Regions from separate parts of the Mus musculus genome. Here regions 2, 3, 4 and 5 are each linked to region 1. A link is a contact called in public HiChIP or PLAC-seq, Micro-C and promoter capture Hi-C data. All regions are on one chromosome and are shown on one strand. Each heading gives the region's core, a stretch centred on a gene start, on an enhancer-like site or on the middle of the called end of the contact. The rest is flanking DNA. Distances are from core to core; before and after follow the strand shown.

Region 1 (2,700 bases), core at 95-2,594:
CCACCCCAGCTGAGCACTGAGGCTCAGCAGGCTAGCAGGTAGGGCCAGTACGGACATAGCTAGTACCCAGTAATCATAAACCCAAGTTAAGCTGTCTTCCAATTCAAGACTGGGTTCCCTTGACCAGACCCCCTAGACCCCATAGCTAATGTTAGAGTTCTTGATTGAGATAGCTGGTGTTATCCCAGAGTGACATAGGTTTCACTCCTAAGTTTTCCATGTTTAACTGTTCCTTGCCTGGAGACAGCCCAACTTTTGTTTTACTCCCTGTCCTTTCTAGAGCCTGGAAAATCAGGGGTTTCCCAAGGACAACTAACTCACCAAGAACCCTAAGAACAAGGTCACCAGGCTACTCACCGAGCAAAGTATGTTCGAGAAAGTCACTGTGACAGATGCAATGGCTGAAGACATAGAGAAACTGAGGCCCCGGCTAAAGAAGGTCCACATCAGAGAATTGGCGCTTGCCATGGCAACGATGCCTAAGACACATAAGCCAATATTGACCTGCAGGAGAAAGTGTCACTGAGCTACAACCACCATGGGCATAACCTTGAAAGACTGGGAGATGTTTACACGTCTCATACAAAGCATATGCGGACCCTGACTGATAGGCAGAGGAATTTGCCTGCAGACAGGGGGCAGGGTTATCTTCCACGAAGACCTCAAATTTCTTGTAGCTGAGTAGCCTTCTGGAAAGATATGACTTTACAAAAGGACTGTAAGTCGCCAGAAATCTATATCAAGCAGTCCCCTGTTCAGGTCAGGATCGAATTCTCTGATGCAGAAGCTCCGCAGGCGCTCAGTCCGAACTCTTGCCAAGGACAGGAAGAGATGGGCAACCGGTTATCTCACCTTAGGTGTCACGTGCTAAAAAAGCTATGGCAAGGGGACTTAAACTGAGAGGTGGGCTTCGAGGTCCTCCCCCAGGAGGCAGTGCCTAAAACCAGGTGGTCCAACATGGGCGCAGGCGGGAACCCAGGTTAAGCCGCCCTCCTCCCCGCCCCGCCCCGCCCTCCCCCGCCCCGCCCTCCCCCCGCCCCGCCCTCCCCCCGCCCCGCCCTCCCCCCGCCCCGCCCCCGCGTGGCGCCCCGGGCTGCACCTGGCTCCCGAAGGCCAGCTTGGCGGCGGCGGCGGCCAGAGCCCCGAACGCCCCGGCGCACAGACAGTTGAACACGCCCCAGAAGCGGCGCCGCATCGCGCCTTTCTGTAGGCGAGCGGGTAACTCCACGGGTGAGTCAGGGTAAGCGGCCGCAGACACGGCGGCACCCGAGGACTGCGGACCGGCCGCCATGAGGCCCGCTGCGCCCGCCACGGCCGACTGCCACGCACGCCGCCACCCGCCGTGAGCCCGGCTAGGGCGGAGCCAGGCGAGTGAGGCGAATCTGCTGCAGTGGAGTCCGGAGCCGAGCCGAGCCGAGCCTACAAATGAAAGGAATCTGGAGCCCATACCCTGCAGCGTGTGCAAACCCGCGACTAAGGAGAGCCTGCGGCTCCGGCGAACCTGGGGGATGGGAATCCGGTAGCGAGGACCGTGCGCCACTGAAGGAAGCGTGCTACCGAGAGGTACCTACTGTGAGAGAGGAATCTGCTGACGTGAACTTGGGGAGGAGGGGAGTTTATCTCCGAGGAGAACCTGCGGCGGAAGTAACCTTGTTTCTGAAAGAGCCCTGCAGTCAAGGGGAACCTGCTTCTGAGAAGACGGGGAGGTCTGCCACTTTACATGGATGCGCACCTAACATGCTAATCCTGAAGCCAAGCTGCACCTTCAAAGCACCTCTGCTCCCTCGTGGACGCAGGAGATGATGGATCTGGAGACCGGCCGCTTGAGACAGAACGTTGTTTGGGAAAACGTTTGTTCTGCCTGGACCATCAGAAGCACAGTCACTTCTAAGTTCGTGTAAAGTAATTGAGAACGACAAAAAAATTGAAAAAACAACCAAAAAAAAAAAAAACCCAAACAAACCGTAAAATGTCATCTACTGTCGGTAATTCCAGATGCTTAGGATGCTGAGGCAGTTAATGGTCATCCTGAGCAACTTAGGGAGACATTGTCTCACTTGAGAGGGCTGGCAGCCAGGCATGGTGGCACACACCCGTAATCCTAGCACTTCTGAAGCTGAGGTAGAATTACTGAGTTTGAGGCCAGCCTGACCAACAGAGAGGTACTAAGCAAGCCAAGGACTTTTTGAGACTCTCAAAAAGTTTTTGTTTTTGTAATAAAGGAGAGTTGGGGTTATAGCTCAGTGCTTCCATAATACATGAAAAATCCTGAATTCAGTCAATGGCAGTGTGTATGGATATATGTTAGGGATACATTTCCTTAAAGGAGAGCTGTAGAAGTGTATAACGTGAGCTAAGTGTGGTGGTTGGTACACATGAGGAAGCAGAGGCAAGTGGATCTCTGTGAGTCCGAGAACAGCCTGCTCTAAATAGCTCTACATAGCCAGGGCTACACAGCAAAACTTGTTTTGTTGATATATAAAATACAAATAATATTTAATGTATGGGGCTTGGAAGAAACACTTTATTCCCTGTTAAAGAGCTTTTTCATGGACATTCTTACATGCTACCTTGCTTCTCATGCGGGTGGTTTTGTGGATGAAATAAAAGGATGGATTACTGGGGTTTGGAGAGATTGCTTAGCAGTTAGGCAGCTTGCAACCTTCCCACAAGTGCCTCCCAACCTCATACCTCCAGGGG
Region 2 (2,700 bases), core at 11-2,510, 660 kb before region 1:
GGCACCTGGTCCCAATAAATGCTTGTTTTTGTTTTGCTTTGTTAAAACAAAAAACAGTCTGTGGAATGACAGTAAAGATGCAGAGCAGCTGGGATTAATGAGAATGTGAACTGATATTTTTTGATGCCGCACATAGTCCCAAAGTTCCTAATAGTCCATCTACCTGCCATATTAGAATGTTCACTTTGGTTCTATTCATAGTAGCCACAAACTGGACAACACAAATGTCCACCAACAAGACTGGAACTAGACATAGGAGGATGCAGGAAATATATATATTTAGTATATATATATATACTAAAGCTTAAGAATCTAGAGTTTCTTCCACTGTGTTGTGACTTTGCTTTCTTTACTGTTTTAAGGTTAAAAGTCCTAGGATAGGTTGGGGCAGATTTTTTTTCTATTACAGATGAAACAAGGTCAAAGATGTTAAATGGCTTGCCAAGTCACAGAATTTAGTCTGTGGTGGAATATAGACGCAAACAACAGATCCTGCATCACTGTACCAAACTTTACTGAGTTAGGTTCATTTATATCTTCTTGTTGGACTGGCAAAAACATGAGAATTCTTGGGTTTCCACCTGGCCCAGGGAAGAGAATCTCTGACTCCCATTGGCCTCAAGGCAGCTGTTCAAAACCTGATTCTGCCCACACTACAGGTGCAGGCAAGGGCCGGTAGTTGGAGACCCTTAAGTCTCCCATGTGTGCTAGGATCAAACTCAGGGTCTCAGAAGTGCTAGGAGAGTGATCTGCCTCTGAATCTCCACACCCACCCTCTCTGTGCAAAAGTCATCTCTCCTCTGGGAAGTCCTGGATCCCTGTCTGTCTCTAGGACTTGTCTCTCTCTCTGCTTTACCTAAATTGCCCCTGCATCACCGACTTAGGTGAACTGGGTGGTATTAATTAAAGGAAATTACCCCAGTGGGTCAAAAGAAGTTAAGAACGAGTCACTCCGTGGTATTTAAATGTTCCCGCCACCTGAATGTGAGCCCTGGAGGGGTGGGGTTGCTGTGTCTTCCCGCAGCACAGCAGTGCCAGGCATATAGTATTGTCATCGATTAATCAGTAAGAAGTTGAGGAAACATGATCCTTTCCCCGAGCTCTGAAGTCCACACGCAGGGCCAAGGAGGGGCGCCTTCCCCGCCCGCCGAGGCTAGGGTGGGGCTCACCGTTCCCCACTCACCGGCCTCGCCCCGCGCGCGCGTTAATGAGATTAGCAATTAAAAGGCGGGCGAGCGGCGGCGGCCAGAGACCAGGCCCTGACGGGGAGCAGCGAGCTCGGGACATGGAGAAGGCACGGCCTCAGTGGGGCCATCCGCTGCAGTTCGTGTTCGCCTGCATCTCCTACGCCGTGGGTTTGGGCAACGTGTGGCGCTTCCCTTACCTGTGCCAGATGTACGGCGGAGGTGAGTGCGCACAGGCGGGACCGCCGGGTGCCTGGACGCCGAGCGGCGGTGGCATTCCGGCCCGCGAGCCTCCGCTCGGGGTGGCGTTCTGTCCCGAACACCCCAGCTCGGCCAAGTGTTCGGTCCCACGCGCTTCAAGTTCAAGGGCGGGTGGCCCCTGTAACCGAGAACGCCGCGGCGCGGGGACTGTCGCCCTAAGAAATTGACCCTCGCGGTCCCGAGTCCGAACTGTGGCTCCAGCAGGTGCAGGGCGGCGCCGGCGGGGAACCTGCTGTCCCGGGAGGAAAGGTGCGGTGCCGTCTACAGAGGTGTGAAAGAGGACACTAAATTGTTTATCAGGAACTTGTCGTGCAACTTGCAGTTCCGAAATTTAAGTTCCCGACCGCAAGTTGAAACACCAGTCAAACGGATCGTGAGCGATTTCTTTTACTTTTTCTTAATAAAAAGGATCGGTTTGTAGATGTGAAGACTTAGTTTGGGCTTGGAATCACAGGAGGGAAAAACAAATAATTCCGTGCCCGGAGAATTAGTTTCTTGGTTCTGCTGTTTTGTTTTTATAAATGTTTCCTCTGACCTAGGGGAGAAACTGGGGGTTAAGGGTGGGACAGACACCTCACCCTGCACCCGCTAAAGCAGGGAAAAGAGCTGAGAACTCTGGGACTGGGACTTTCCGAAGTCCAAGTACCGTTCTGGGGTCAGTATGGCATGAAGGAAGTAAGTCTCAGCATAAAAACCTCCCTCTTCAATTCCATTTTCTAAAACCTCATCTAAAGGAAAACGCAGCATATGAACAGAGACAGAAAATAGCATGGCTACCGCCTTTAATAAGATCAAAATGTGAGAAACTTGCTAAGCCATTCAGAAAAAAAAAAAATATTGGTTCAGTAAGTTGTGGAACATCCTTGGCAGCCATAAAGGTAAAGTTTTAATAGAATTTTATCTTAATAGTGTTATCATGTGATAAGTGGAGGCAGGTGAAGTCATATTCAAAACTGTAAAACATTTTTAAGCACTTGTGCTTAAAACCATTCAGAGAAAAGGAAAATGAAAAAAAAATTTCAAGTGTTATCAATAGTTTTCTGGGTGGCTCTTATTTACCTAACAGCATGTTTGTGTATACATGGGAGGAGAGATCTAATAGCATGTGTTTGTGTATGGGTGGAGAGAAAGCTAATCAGCACATTAGTTCTCGATATCAGGACAGTAAAAAATATTAATGTATTACAGAATTTAACTTGTTTAAGAAAATCTAACCCTCCCTCCTCCTGTCACTCCAGCCAGATCAAAATCAATT
Region 3 (2,700 bases), core at 66-2,565, 730 kb after region 1:
CCCATAGTGTGCTGGGCCCTCCCACATCATCAAGAGAATGCTCCTCCCTACCCCCCCTCCCCCCCAACACACAAGCTCAAAGGCCAGTCTGATGGAGGCTGTTCCTTAATGTGATTTCCTCTCAGGCAACTATTGGTGTGTCAGGTTCACAAAAACTAAGTGGCATGGCACCATGACTCAGGCTCACATCTTGTACTTTGCTTTGAGATGGAGATTCACTACATTGCTCAGGCTGGTCTCTAGTTCCTCAGTTCAAGTGATCTTCCAGCCTCAGTCTGCTGAGTATCTGAGACTACAAAAGTGTGGGCCACCAACACAGCTTAACTAAATTTTGTTAATTCAGCTGTGATAAGATTACTCCCAAGAGGGCTGGGATAATCTCTTCCCTAGGATGCACAAGGCCCTGGGTTTAATCTCCAGTATAAAGACTATCTGAGCAAAAAGGATTTAATAGATATTCCATTAAAATGATTGTTTTTCAAAAAATTTCAAACATTTCCAATCAGATACCAAAGAATGAAGTTATATGCAAGGATGAATGTAAGTTCAGGGGCTGAGAAAATTGGAACTCTCCAACTGAAACCCACAAGTCTCCTGAGTCGTCAATTGACTCTAATTGTTAAAGTTCTGAAAGATTTGCCTTGGTTTTCAGAGAGAAGAGAGCTTCAGAATTCTGCTGAAAACCAGCCAAGAATTGCTCCTTAAGGCAGAGAGGGGGCTAGGAGGACAACCTCCAAACCGGAACACCCCCAGGGGTTGGGGTGAAGGCCTTGTCCCCTGGAGGAAGGCAAAAACTGGAAGGGTGTGGAGGGTGGAGGCTAGACGGTAGAGGGTAGAGGTGGGCAGGTGTCTGGATTCTGGTCTAAGAGATTAAGAAAAGGAAAGCGTAAGGAGCCTTATCCTTTCCCTTCCATTCCCTACCCAGCAAAGCCAAGACCCAGCCCGCACCCATACCACCACGAGGACCGCTAGCGAGGCCCCACCCCTCCGGATGAGGCTCCCTTTCTGCCGTGAGTGACAGCAACCCAAGCCCCACCCCACTCGCCACAGCCCCGCCTTTAACATGTCTCTCTACAACGACAGCTGATGAGGCCACGCCCATGCAGCACCACCACATCCCACCAAAATGAGAACCTTCATGGCCCCGCCCCTTCCGTCGCGGCCCCACCCCTCTCCCGAGGGTCAGCCAGTGAAGCTTCACTCTGACACCTCCGCCCCCCTTCCTCGGGACTTACAACTGTTAAGGCACCGCCCCTTTCACGGTGATCCCGCCCCCCACGCCGAGTGACAGCCGGAAGGCCCCGCCCCTCCCGGTCGTTGACGCCTCCTGTCGGCCAAGGCGCCACGCCCCGGTCGTGTATCCAGTCCGCCTTAGCGCCGCGGGCCTGGTTCTCCCCGCTCCCGCGGTCCCCGAGGACGCCGCGTGGGCGGCCGGTGAGTGGGGAGGGGCGCAGTCCGTGTGGTGGGCCCGCTGGGGATGCTCCCCCCCCGCGACAGGGAAAGAGCCACGGAAGCACTGGTCAGGGCTGGAGATCCGCAAGGGTGTGAAAGCCGGCGGAGGCAGGGGGATGTCGGCCGGCTCTGGATTTGCGTCAGGCCTGGAGCAGGGCCGTCTCTGACTGACCATGGGATCCCGGGGTGTCGGGCTGCTCTGATTGACACTTCGGGGAAGGTGCCCGGTAGCCTTGATTGTGTCACACCTCGCGGTCTCTCTAGGGTTGTGAACAGATCCGGTCTGAGGTTTCTGACCGGGCCCATTGTGCGCTTTCCGTGATAGGTGTCGCATGACTCCAGTGAAGGGTGCAGAGCCCTGTCCCTACCCGAAACCCTGTTTGTTCTTTCCCATAGCTGAGGCGGTGCGTAGACGGTCTGACTGAAGTCTCTTCAAGTTTGTTCCCACTCCACAGTTGAATCGCAATCCCTTAAACCCTGATGTTGTAATCGAATCCCGGCAGTTTTAAAAGTTTCAGGTGCACTGTGAGTGGCCTGGTTTCCATTTAAAGTCACAGTAACCTTAGAGGACTAGATATTTCTAAGGACTCTTTCTGTCTTTAAACAATTTTAAATGCAACCGTGCATCCCTTAACCAGGGTAAACTGGGAGGGAGATGCTTGCTGTTTACCTGGCATGAACGTCCGAGGGCACTCACACAGACAAAGAGGCTGTGACTTTACTAGGCATATAGTTTTGTTTTCTGGGGTTTTTTTGTTTTGGTTTGCTTTGGTTTGGTTTTTGGTTTTTAAAAATTTTTGTCTGTGCGTTCGTGTTATTGTGAGTGCAGGCAAACGGATACACACAGGCTTGTACAGGACAGAGGACACAGGTGTGGGCCCTTGCCTCCCACCGTGTTTGAGATAGGATGTCTTTGTGTCTTTTCATTTTTGCTGCTGTGCTGCCTGTTCCAGGCCATTCAGCCCTATGGCTTCTTAGGGTTTTACTGTCTCTGTCTCCCATATCACCTGGAGTTGGGATTACAGAAGCACTCTACTGCGTGCTGGAGTCCAAATTTAGGTCCTCTTGATGAGAAATGAGAGATGCAGAATATCAGACAGGCATAGACAAGGCCTGGTAAACTGTAACGAGTGTGCATTTGGATAGACTGTAGTGTGGTTGCGTGTGCGTGTGTGTATGAGTGTGTAAAGAGGAAAACTAGAAAGGTTGGAACACAGAAAAGAGGATAAAGTTGAGAATATAAATGCC
Region 4 (2,700 bases), core at 41-2,540, 700 kb before region 1:
GCCATCTTCTGCTACATATGCAGCTAGAGACAAGAGCTCCGGGGTACTGGTTAGTTCATATTGTTGTTCCACCTATAGGGTTGCAGTTCCCTTTAGTTCCTTGGGTGCTTTCTCTAGTTCCTCCATTGGGGGCCCTGTGGTCCATTCAATAGCTGACTGTGAGCATCCACTTCTGTGTTTGCTATGCCCGACCTAAAGCTGTACTACAGAGCAATTGTGATAAAAACTGCATGGTACTGGTATAGCGACAGACAAGTAGACCAATGGAACAGAATTGAAGACCCAGAGATGAACCCACACACCTATGGTCACTTGATCTTTGACAAGGGAGCTAAAACCATCCAGTGGAAAAAAGACAGCATTTTTCAACAAATGGTGCTGGCACAACTGGCTGTTATCATGTAGAAGATTGCGAATTGATCCATTCCTATCTCCTTGTACTAAGGTCAAATCTAAGTGGATCAAGGAACTTCACATAAAACCAGAGACAGTGAAACTTATAGAGGAGAAAGTAGGGAAAAGCCTCGAAGATATGGGTACAGGGGAAAAATTCCTGAATAGAACAGCAGTGGCTTGCGCTGTAAGATCGAGAATCAATAAATAGGACCTCATAAAATTGCAAAGCTTCTGCAAGGCAAAAGACACCGTCAATAAGACAAAAAGATCACCAACAGATTTGGAAAGGATCTTTACCTATCCCAAAACTTGAAGATTCTAATGACTCAAGTTAGACTTCATAAGTGAAAACTTCCGCCAGGGAGATCAGGACGTTATTCCACAACCTTCTCCTGGCGAATCTAGTGTTTGTCTCTCTAATTCACTACTCTATATAAACCTATGTTTTTGCACATTTTTTTTCCAAAAAGGTAAAGTTATTCTCTTCTGCCAGCGTTATAAAACAATGCAGATGGAGGAAGGGCGTGCACCAGGGCCAGCATGAGCTTGATAGCCGGATGCAGTCACGCTGAAGCCCTGTTCACTCAGCCTGTTCTTCTCAGAGGTCTGGAACCACCAGCTCTGGATCCCGGTGCCAAAGCCCAACTTCTGTCCTGATTGTAGGCAAACACGCTGGCACCTAAGGCGCTGCTCAGCTCCCCCCCCCCACCCCCGACCGGAAATTTCTCTGTTGCCATTGGCAACGGCAGGCACCGCCCCAGGTTAGCGTGGCAAGAAAAGGTGGGACTTCCGGATCTCAAAGCCAATGTACCCGCGGAAATTAGCCAGTTACGCAACATCATCCGTCACGTGACACTGAGAGCCAATGATAGCGTGCAAGCGAGGGCCCACGTGTCTCCGTTCCCATTGGCAACGCGCGGCTTCTAAACAACCTCCGTTCCTCAGGCCCCGGTGCCGGCCTCCCTGTTTCCTGTCGGATCCGCCGCCACCATGGTGAGTGTCCTGGTCGGGAGAGGCCCAGCCGGGGTGCGGAGGGCGAGCGAGCGAGCGAGCGAGCGGGGCCTCGCCGGGGAGGGAGTCACGTCGGCCGAGCCGCGGGGACAGCTTCTTGCTGAAGCCTTCCTCCGGCCTTGTCGCCTCGTCCTTGGCTGTGGTCTGGGAAGCCCTGGCCGACACAGCCGCACACATTTGCCAGGGTGAAGAATGACGGGCTGGTTCCAACTTTCTGTGTGAACTTGGTTGAATCTAATTTTCTGAAGCACCTGATTTTACAACTGACTAATTATCGGTGCTGTTTTCTTTGTTTGGACGTCTGACGACCATTTGGGTATTAGAGTTCGGGCTTACTTTGAGACAGATAAAACTGAAGCGAAAACGCCAGTCCATCCAACCTTTCATCGTACAATTAATTTAAATAGCTGGGCATAGAGAAGTTATTGAAAGTGAAGCTCAAGTGGGTTGCTGACATATCCCAGCAATCAATTCCTAGTAAGTGTCACTTTGTATACATCTAAACAAAACAGACCATTTCTTAAACCATCCTGAGCTAGGAACTGGTCCTGCTTCTGATGTCAAAAACGAAAAAAAAAAAAAAATTACGCTAGTGGCTTCACAAAAAAGTTAGTACTTGTTTGTGTTCTTACTCTTTTATGTCATTGTGATAACACTTGGAAACCGGGTGTAGATGATTTGTCAAACAATGCACATAAAATAAACACTTTAAGCAATAAGCTCACTCTTTTTTAAAAAAAATTATCCTTTAAAGATTTTATACATTCATACAATGTATTTTAAATCCCCTAGCATCTTCCAGAATTATTGTTTACTTCCTGTCCTGTTTTTTTTAAGCCTACCTAGTCCAATTTATGCTGCACATATACTCATGTGTGTGGGACCATCACCTTCCTTGGGCCACACTCTTAAAAGAAACTGTCTCTCTGCCCTTCATAAATCTTCAGCCGTCAGTAACTGCTCAGCTAGAAGTGCGATCTCATAAACCCCTCCCCGTCTCTGTGCTGGATTGTTGATTGGCACCTTTGTGCAGGTGACCACAGTTGTGAGTTTCTAGGCCAGCAGTTCTGTCATGTCTAGAAGACAGTTTTTGTTGTTGCTGTTTCAAGACAGGGTTTCTCTGTTTAGTCCTGTCTATATTGGAATCCTCTCTGTAGTCCAGCCTGACCTTGAACTCAGATTCACTTGCCTTTGCCTATCTATGCCTCTGCCTCCTGAGTGTATATCTTAGTTGTGGCTAAGCCTATTTATTCTCTGTACCTAAAAGCTGTGAGCTGTGTGGTAGCCACCATC
Region 5 (2,700 bases), core at 191-2,690, 830 kb before region 1:
ATATACAGTATTTGAGCCAATCCCAAGCCCCTAAATCCTTGGCCAAGCATAACTTACTACATCTCACCATATCCCAATAAAAGCTGTGACTGATGAGGTAACTCAGAGAGAAGGGGTGTGGCGAGCATTGTCACCTGTAGGGACTTTTGTGAAGACTCAGAAGCAGCCACTGTCTTGACCTTAGTTCCTTTTTGCTGTCTCACTGGTGTCCCGGGAGCCATCTTAGATCTGACACCATGTACAGCAGATCAGGACTCTGTGGCACAGTGCTCTCCACCCCACATATTCCTTCACAAGGTTGTCTTCCACATGCCTCACACTCTCAATCTTAACATCCCAAAGCTGTTCAGGCTGTAGTCAGAGCAAGTTTTTCTTAGTTCACTCTATTGATAAATCTTTATTTCTGATGTCATTTCCTCCCACTTCTTCCCTTTTTTTTGTTTTCCTTTGTTAACAGAAAGGGGAATCATTTCTCTTCGTGAGGTTTTTTTTATCCTCATCCACAAACTGACAACTCCATCAAGTTAATATGTTGTCTCATATACCTCCAGTATAAAATATGAAATTAACTTAAAAGATTTCTTTTCCTTCCTGTATGAATTTATCCTGAGAACCTGGAATGCTGAAGTCTGGCAGATGCCACTATTAGCTAAGTCCTGTAAGGTACACAAGCATTTCTAGCTAACATGATGAAAATAAGGCAGTGTGAGGAGCCAGCCAGAGCTAAGAAGCGAACCTAATCATGGGCTGACATTCCTATGTACTGTCCCCTGTCTTTAGCATGTTCATCCATACTGGACTTGGAATGCAGTGTTCTATTGCACCAGGCTTCAGGGTGCTTTGCAACTCAGCAACAAGCAAACACGGGACTGAGGAAGCTAAGCATGGTAGTTCTTTAGCACATATTTTCAAACACTGTTTTTTAAGTGTCTGTTAATGAGGGGGAAACAAAAACTGAGAACTTAGGTCCAGCAGTACATACTAAGTTCATTTTTTTTTAGCTTCATAAATAAAACGTAATAGTACAAAAATACTAATGAGATTATTCTCAGATTGTTTGGGGGGTTTCGGAATCGGGCACATTATTTTATATTTACAGCTCATGCACAGTTCAAAGCCAATCGGTCACAATGCATGAGCTTAACAACAGTAAACAGCACTCGTTCAGGATTCTACACACGACTTCCGGGTATCCGAAGCTTGTTCGAGTTTCAGGAAGTGACGTCTGCCGTGAGACATGCCGGGAGTCGTAGTTAGCGTCCACCGTCCAGTTGCACCCGATGGGAGTTGTAGGCCATCCGTGAAGCATGCCGGGAGTTGTAGGCCATCCGTGAAGCATGCCGGGAGTTGTAGGCCATCCGTGAAGCATGCCGGGAGTTGTAGGCCATCCGTGAAGCATGCCGGGAGTTGTAGGCCATCCGTGAGGCATGCCGGGAGTTGTAGTCCGCGCGCGCTCTGGGGCTACTGGGCGCTTCATGGCAGTCGGCTCTGTGCTCGCCTACTCTTCCGCTCGGCCCTAGAAAGTTTCGTTTCTGCCCAGCGGAGGACCCACGAGCGTGTAAGTGCCGCAGGCGCCCGGACAGGCATCGGGGACACTGGGGCCTTTCTGGACGTCGGCGCGGAAGCTTCGTGGGGGCGTGGGTCGTCCCCTCCCACACAGGGCGCCTCGGGAGAACCCTCTCTCCAGAGAGGTTAGCTCCAATACGCAGGCTGTCTGCGGGGTCGTAGAAAGACCCTCAACACTGTTCCAAGATCGGAGCCGGCAGAAGGGGGCCGCCCTGTGAGGCGGAGCTTCGGCAGCTCTCCCCGAACCCCTGGCACAGCAGCCAAACCCCGAAGTTCTCGCGGGCACTGGGACTTGATCCCCAGAAAGCCAAACCCTCCTCTCTGCAGGACTCCTGACGCCCCTTCGGTCCAGGAGACACAGTTTGTTCCTTTTGTATCTTCGCTGACCTGACCCGCTGCCCTTATGCTCAGATAGTTCAAGGGGGCTCTGCGGTCAAGTTTCTGGAAACACCTGTAGGACGACTGAATGTATCTGGTGTGGTAGCTTGTCCTGTTGGCACCCAGGCTTGGGCTGCGGATGGGGGGCAGGGCGGAGCGACATCCTATTTGCATAAAAGAAGAGAACATGTAGTTGACACTTAAGCCAAGTCAAGTAGCTTCCTATTAATGCTATGATTCTCTGTGTCACTCTGCAAAGTTCCCACGGCTGGGCTGTCTCCTGCAGAAAAAACAGCACTTGTTTCTTTCTGTCCCTATGATTGTTTGACTTAACACAGGTGGTTTCCTTTCCAGACAGAAATGGGGCAGAGGCTCAGGACTTAATCTACTTACAGCCTCTCTCAGCAATGGTGGTCTGAAGCAGGTTAATTCCTCTGCCATCTGCTTGCTGCTGTTGCTGGGTTGGGGGAAGGGAGCTGTGGGTTTCTACTTTTAGTTTTGCAACCTCCTGGCTGCCCCGACACTCTCGGTCTATGACAACCAGTTCTGCTGTGTTGAAATGCAGAATACTGATTATGGGCCAGGATTGTTATCCTGGAAATCAGCCCAGGGCTGACTGTCAGCCTCCTTTACCTAAAAGGATCTGAAAAAAACAAAAACAAAAACAAAAAAAACTATAGCTTTAGGAGACAGAATTTATCTGTTTGTTTAATGTTCATATTTGTGTATCACTTCTTGAAAATTGTTTATTTTATT

Evidence for each region. Promoter capture Hi-C pulls out the DNA fragments that hold promoters and counts their contacts. A called contact is a pair of places that touch in the nucleus more often than the background predicts. HiChIP or PLAC-seq counts read pairs in DNA pulled down with a chosen protein or histone mark.
Region 2: a contact with region 1 is called in a promoter capture Hi-C map of erythroid cells, with 9 times the contacts expected there. The contact joins the promoter of Slc6a20a here to the promoter of Tmem42 in region 1.
Region 3: a contact with region 1 is called in an HNF4G HiChIP or PLAC-seq map of pancreatic cancer cells. The contact joins the promoter of Ano10 here to the promoter of Tmem42 in region 1. A contact is called at or near these places in 1 of 39 promoter capture datasets (liver), 1 of 115 datasets of contacts at active chromatin or transcription factors (pancreatic cancer cells) and 1 of 9 other capture datasets (pancreatic islet).
Region 4: a Micro-C map of embryonic stem cells shows a contact between it and region 1, with 9 times the contacts expected there. The contact joins the promoter of Lztfl1 here to the promoter of Tmem42 in region 1. A contact is called at or near these places in 1 of 39 promoter capture datasets (liver) and 1 of 484 Hi-C or Micro-C datasets (embryonic stem cells).
Region 5: a promoter capture Hi-C map of pre-B cells shows a contact between it and region 1, with 2.8 times the contacts expected there. The contact joins the promoter of Fyco1 here to the promoter of Tmem42 in region 1. A contact is called at or near these places in 4 of 39 promoter capture datasets (cranial neural crest, erythroid cells, hippocampal neurons and 1 more) and 1 of 9 other capture datasets (adipose tissue).

Annotation. Positions count from the first base shown.
Region 1 is chr9:123,019,970-123,022,669 of GRCm38.p6, reverse strand. It overlaps Tmem42 (transmembrane protein 42), which reads right to left and starts at 1,344. Exons shown (of 3, transcript NM_025339.4): 1 at 1,100-1,344; 2 at 358-504. The coding sequence starts at 1,291.
Region 2 is chr9:123,677,392-123,680,091 of GRCm38.p6, reverse strand. It overlaps Slc6a20a (solute carrier family 6 (neurotransmitter transporter), member 20A), which reads left to right and starts at 1,260. Exons shown (of 11, transcript NM_139142.2): 1 at 1,260-1,406. The coding sequence starts at 1,286.
Region 3 is chr9:122,293,038-122,295,737 of GRCm38.p6, reverse strand. It overlaps Ano10 (anoctamin 10), which reads left to right and starts at 1,315. Exons shown (of 13, transcript NM_133979.3): 1 at 1,315-1,434.
Region 4 is chr9:123,716,215-123,718,914 of GRCm38.p6, reverse strand. Lztfl1 (leucine zipper transcription factor-like 1) reads left to right here and starts at 1,290. Exons shown (of 10, transcript NM_033322.3): 1 at 1,290-1,389. The coding sequence starts at 1,387.
Region 5 is chr9:123,850,639-123,853,338 of GRCm38.p6, reverse strand. Fyco1 (FYVE and coiled-coil domain containing 1) reads left to right here and starts at 1,440. Exons shown (of 18, transcript NM_001110253.2): 1 at 1,440-1,558. It overlaps Xcr1 (chemokine (C motif) receptor 1), which reads left to right. Exons shown (of 2, transcript NM_011798.4): 2 at 1-1,024. It overlaps Gm51700 (a long non-coding RNA gene), which reads right to left. Exons shown (of 2, transcript XR_003948283.1): 1 at 2,338-2,700; 2 at 1,376-2,108.